2 separate regions of the Gossypium hirsutum genome follow, and region 1 is linked to region 2. A link is a contact called in public Hi-C data. All regions are on one chromosome and are shown on one strand. The core of a region is the stretch at or near the end of the contact, and the rest is flanking DNA. Distances in the headings are between cores, read along the strand shown. Region 1 holds the start of LOC107952710 (40S ribosomal protein S8). Region 2 holds the start of LOC107952709 (probable glucan endo-1,3-beta-glucosidase A6).

The links. A called contact is a pair of places that touch in the nucleus more often than the background predicts.
Region 1: a contact with region 2 is called in a Hi-C map of leaf, with 4 times the contacts expected there. The contact joins the promoter of LOC107952710 here to the promoter of LOC107952709 in region 2. A contact is called at or near these places in 11 of 34 Hi-C or Micro-C datasets (callus, cotyledon, fibers and 2 more).

What each region holds. Positions count from the first base shown.
Region 1 is chrA07:48,636,694-48,639,554 of Gossypium_hirsutum_v2.1, reverse strand. LOC107952710 (40S ribosomal protein S8) reads right to left here and starts at 1,328. Exons shown (of 5, transcript XM_016887872.2): 1 at 1,121-1,328; 2 at 932-1,004; 3 at 1-198. The coding sequence starts at 1,124.
Region 2 is chrA07:48,425,830-48,428,908 of Gossypium_hirsutum_v2.1, reverse strand. LOC107952709 (probable glucan endo-1,3-beta-glucosidase A6) reads right to left here and starts at 1,505. Exons shown (of 3, transcript XM_016887870.2): 1 at 1,207-1,505; 2 at 1-1,088. The coding sequence starts at 1,264.

The DNA of each region.
Region 1 (2,861 bases), core at 79-2,578, 210 kb before region 2:
ACAAGCTCATTGTTTGAGGCATTATATACCACATCAAGAATACGGGTCTTGCGGGTGACGGCTTCGCTACCCCATGAATAGTTGCCTGTATCCAATCTCAATGCCCTCCACTTCACATTGCCTCCTCTAACACGGATTCTCCTTACAGTCTTGTTGCTAGAGAGCTTAGTATTTGCTGGCTGACGACCAAGTTCATACCTTTCAAAAGCCACCAAAAACATAAAAATTAGCAACTTAGATAAAAGCAAATCAACAAAATACAAACTGAATGAGACTATTCCCAAAAGAATTCAACCCTATGCACTCCCCAACAAACTCAAACAACAGACCTCTCAGTTCCACCTTCAAGAAAGAGGTCAAACATTAGACCCTCCATGATGACCATTGCAACACCCAAGACACGCACATAAACCTTCCATGTATAAACATATACCTGTATCAATTTGGAGTCCAATGTAACCTAAGGTCTATCTAATTACACCACACCCCTGAGAAAGGGCAAGCAACCCTGCCTAACACTATCATTTAGAAATAAATCTCATAAATTAGCTTATACAGCTCCTGAATGAAGACGCTCTTTACAGTTTCTAATAACGAACTGAACTTAAAGCTAACTCCATATTTCTTTTCTATACCCACTCAATCTATAATACCCATGATCAAAAACTTTTGAATGACCTAATACCCAAAACTAAAACAAATCTAACTAATTCAGCATTCAATATCCATAAGAAAGACCAAAAATTCCATCCATCTTATCTCATTTGCATAAAGTTTAAGGAAAGGGTATTCTCATTGTAATTCATTTAGCAGATTAACTTTTAAGAAAACAAGAACAAAAAAGAAACAAAAGAGAACAAATCGAGCAAAAACAAACGAAAATGTAAAAAAAGGAAAAAGGAAATGGGTAGAGAAGTTAAGAAGAAAATACTTTCGCTTCTTCCTCCAAGCCTTCTTCTTGCCACCAGTGGCACGCCTCTTGTGCATGGAATCCCTGGAAATACCTGAGTCAAAGATTAAAAAGAACTCATATTGAGGAGATGATAGTAAAGAGAAAATGAAGGCACAAGTTTTTAGAGTTAGGAAGTAAGAAAAGGAAGGAGGTAAAGATCGAAGTTACCCATGTTGGCTGAGCGGCGCAAAGAACTGTTTCAATTGCTCTCTTTCGTCTTACGCTCACAGCCACTGCACCAGCTAAAACCCTACCTCTGCCCGTTTTATATGCTGCGTTTCCATAAGTTGTAATTAAATGGATTTATTGTTGTGTTCGGTCCGGTCCGGTCCGGTCCTAGTCAATTTTTATTCTTTACAGGCTAAGATTCTACTTCTAGTCAAATTTATGCATGTATCGTATTAAATTATGATTTTCTTAGGCCAAATCACTGATATGGGTAAAAAGATACTGATATTAATTTATTTTAAAAAATTAAATAATGAATTTGAGCTCAATGTTTTAAATAAAAATAATTATTTTGAGAATCTTAATTTGATGATTTATATGAGACAAAATTCCGAGTTTCTTTTTAAGTTTTAGTTAATTAATGAAAAATTTAAAATAGTGAAATGATTTACAATAAAGCATTTGTACTATTGAAGAGAATTCAGTGAAAGCATTGTGAATAAGTAAATAGAACGTATCGGGAAAAGATAAAAAAAAATTTGTAGCAAATTTTGTAACACTAAGCTCAACAAAAGGTAGTATTTTGTAAGGTGGAGAAAAAGTAAGTCTGACTTGAATTAGAATGAGTAAATGTAACACTTCTTACCCGATTCAACAACTAATATATATAGGTGATGTCATGTTAACAATCTTTTTGTTTTTACAATTTTTTTTATAATACATCAATTTCACAACTTAATAAAATATCTTAAAACAATTTTAAACATATGCAAAGCTTTAAACACATTTTTAAAATAATTTGGATCATTTCCTAATTCCAAAACATAAAACTAGGTTTTGGAGCCTAAAATGATTAGAAACACAAGTTGTGCAAGTATAGTAGAGCAAGTCTTGATAGTTGGCTTGCAATTTCTTAACTATTGGCTTGCAAGTACCAATACCAAACCCCTAAGTATCAATACATGGGTGTAGAGGACCTAAAAATTAGTTTGAAAACACTTTATAACATCCCCAAACATCAAGAAATCATACCATTAAGTTCCAATTCATTTTAAAACATTACAAGCACTAATTTGAACACAAATTCATTTTAAAAATATAGTCAAATTAAATCAACGCCATAACTTATCTTGAAAATGTTAAAAGCATGATACATATAATGAAAACTTTTCAAAACTTACAAACTTAATATAAATACACTTAGTATATGTACATAATATTTCAAACTCTTTTAATAGGAATACAAAACTAAATTCTCTAAGTCCTTCAAACCTTACTCAAGAATGTGATCCTTCAAAGACATGATCTCTAGCTTCACAGAAAAAGGTCTTCCACCTACACATTTAAATCACTAGTGCGTTAAGCTCGAAAAACTTAGTGAGTACACTAAAATTTCTTACTTAACCATATATCATATTAATGCCAAGTCATTTTATGAATTATGGAGTTCAAAATTAATTTTGCTACTTACTAATGAGAATTTAGTCCCTTCACTTATTGATTCATTCACTAAGACTTAAGGAATACAATTACTGTTTCAATTAATTAACCACTTAACACACTTAAGGTGATTACCATTTGTTAGTTAGTTACTCACCTATTAAGTATTCACTTAGATTACCAAATCATTAGTTTCATTATTCATACTGTCGAAACCTCTTTTAAAATTGAGAGGGTATTTTGAAAATGGGAGTTGCCACCAACCTTTTTAGGTGTGATTGGATCACCTTATAAAATATTT
Region 2 (3,079 bases), core at 256-2,755:
GACTCCTCTAGCCGCCACGCACCAAATCTTCCCCTTATACGGCTCGTTGTTTGTTGGCTTCGGCAACGGCTCGTACGCCGAATCCGGTGTCTTCCCACTCAAATCGATCGCATACACGTTGGACCCATTTGGATATAATAACCCGAAATGCCGCTCTGTTCCCGGACCTGGCTTCTGGTTCTCATTATAAAGAGCGAATATGAAAGACGGTAGAACCCGTCCCGGTCGGGCCGGAGTTCCAACTGGAGGCTTGGCAGTTAGTTTCTTGATAACATTTCTGTTGTAAGTAGCGGCATTGTAAATGTTGGCTCCTATTTGATCGATATCGCCGGCATTGGGCCAACCTGTTTCCGCTATCCAGATCCGAACATCCGGATACCCGAGTTTTTCCATTGCGAAAATAACGGAGTCAACCATCTGGTCAAACAAATTACTGTAGGTTAGATTGGAAACCGGGTCGGTGTATTTTATCGTTCGGGATTCGAAAAGCGCGTAATCGAGGTTAATGTTATTGGAGTCGGTGAACCAAGGGAAATAAGGGTAAACATCGAGGAAATAGAAAGACTTGGTCCGGCTTAAAAACTGCAACATTGGTTTAACTATCGGATAGGCTATGTCAGACCGGAACGTGCCGTTGGATGGTGGAAATGATGATTCCAGGACATCCATTGCCATTGAGGTGCCAACTTTGATTTTGTTGAGCCTGTGGGTGTTTAAGGCATTTTTTATTTTACGCATGGCTGGTACGATGCTGTACCAAATTTCTTTGGGGGAACTGCTGATGACTTCGTTGCCGACGAGGAAGTATCGGATTTTGACTTTGGGATAAAAAGGGAGAACGTTGGATTGAATCCAAGAATCAGCTAGTTTTTGGTTTGTGGAGATGTTGGTTAAGTGTTGGTTTGGGACCATGATCGAGACTTGAAGATCTGTGCCTCTGAGAGCATTAAGGATGTCGGGATTTGCATCGTAGATTTTGACGCGTTTAGCTCCAATGGATTGGATTAGCTTAACTGACTTTTCCGGAGATGGTAGATTGTCCCCAAGCTGACCGTAGTTTATTCCCACTTGGCTTGAGATCTCACCGCCTGAAAACCAAAGATCAAAACAACCAAAAAACCAGATGAAGGAAGATACATTAGAGTCCCCCACAAAAAAAATGTAAAAATGAGTGTTCCATTTTGGGCGTTTAGAGAGAGCTCTTACTGGAAATGGAGAGGAAAAGAAAGTGAAAAAAGAGAGAAAGAAGACCCATCTTCAACATCGTCGATCAGAAGCTTGTTCCTGAGGATTTTCTGTTGGCTAAAAATCTGGTAAACGATAGCCGCCTTGTTAAAATAATGAGGGAGTTGGGGACAGTAACATATCAGAGAAAAGAAGGTCAAGGAAAGAAAGATTCCATCGTTGATCAGTGTGTTGTATGAAATTATATGCAACCAATTTAATTAGGACGGGGTAGTGGACATTTGTATACGAATTTTGAATGATTTTCTTGAAAGATGAAATTATTATTGTTAGTGAGGTTTTATTTTAAGATTATTTTTAATCTGAATAAGATTATATTCAGATGAGAGATAGGATAAATAATTTCTTCAGTTAAAGGTACTTCTAAACCAATTAAGAATCGAAATTATATAACAATTCAAATACATATTAATTAATCAAATTATAAGTTATTATTAATTATTAATTATTGTTATTTGTTATTAATATTAAGTAATTAATAATATTTATATTAATATATTTCAATTTAGAAATCTATATTTGTATATTATATTCTATCTATTATTATACTATTCTTATAATATTATTATATATATTATTACTATTTGATTTAAATATTATTTAAATTGTTATTTTTATTTAGTTATTATTTAGATTTAGTATATTTAGAATTTATTATTTAATTTAATTTAAATAGAAAATTTAATAATTTAGAATTTATTTTTTATTATGATTTTGATTTTATTATTTTATTTTCATTCATATTTCAAATTCTATTTATTTCATTCAAGTTACATTACAGATTACAGAAGTTTGACTGATCCCCCATCTCTAATTTATTATTACGGTTATTATTATTTTCTTTTTGACAACTTATACTTTTATATCATTGAATGTGTTTCAAAATCTGAAAAATTCGTGAGAGGAGTCATTTTCATATCCAAAATGGATAGATTCAAGAAATAAGAGAATCAATGATACACACTAGAAAAACTAATCCAATCTATAAACATGTACTAGAAAATACAATTTTTTTTATTACTCAACCAACCAGAAGCAAATACAACAAGTACACCTACAACTCATGAATTAAGAATTCTCACAACAATCAAATCTACTTGATATAAATGAGGAGTTAATGAAACATTTTTGAAGAAATCTTTCAAAAAATTATCAACAAATCCAAAAGGTTCCTTATTAGACCATGGGATTTGATTTGCCAAATACATCATTATTTTGTATTCTTTCATATGTATGGCGCAACTCGATTCGTGTTTTTAAAATTTATATTTCGTTACTTTTTTTTAATCAAAATTCTAAATGCAAATGAAATAGAAAAATAATATAAAAAGGAAATAAATAAAATAGAAATATATTAATCATATAAAATAGATGAAAATATAAGATTATATAGAAAAAAGAAAATATTAATCCACTAAATGTAAGAGGAAATAAAAATGGTGTAAAAATATATTTATAGAAAATGTTATTTTATATATATTGGTTTTTATATGAATGGCAGATTTAAAAGGAAAGTGTAATATTTTGGTTATATTTCAAATTTTCTTCCATTTCATTATTCTATTTTTATTATGTAATTGCTTGGGTTTTTTTAATGTGATAATACAAAATTAATATTTAAATACGTAAATGGTATGTTAATACCATTATTTATTAAACTGTTATATTTTCAATAGTGTACACAAGTGAAGGGTTTGAAGGAGGCGACATCATAATTTTTTTTATTTAATCATGAAATCATAATTACCAAATGATATGTGTTAAATATATATTTAAAAGGTGGAGAGAGTAAAAAAGACGACACTAATATTCGGGTTATGAAAGAACTAGTAAG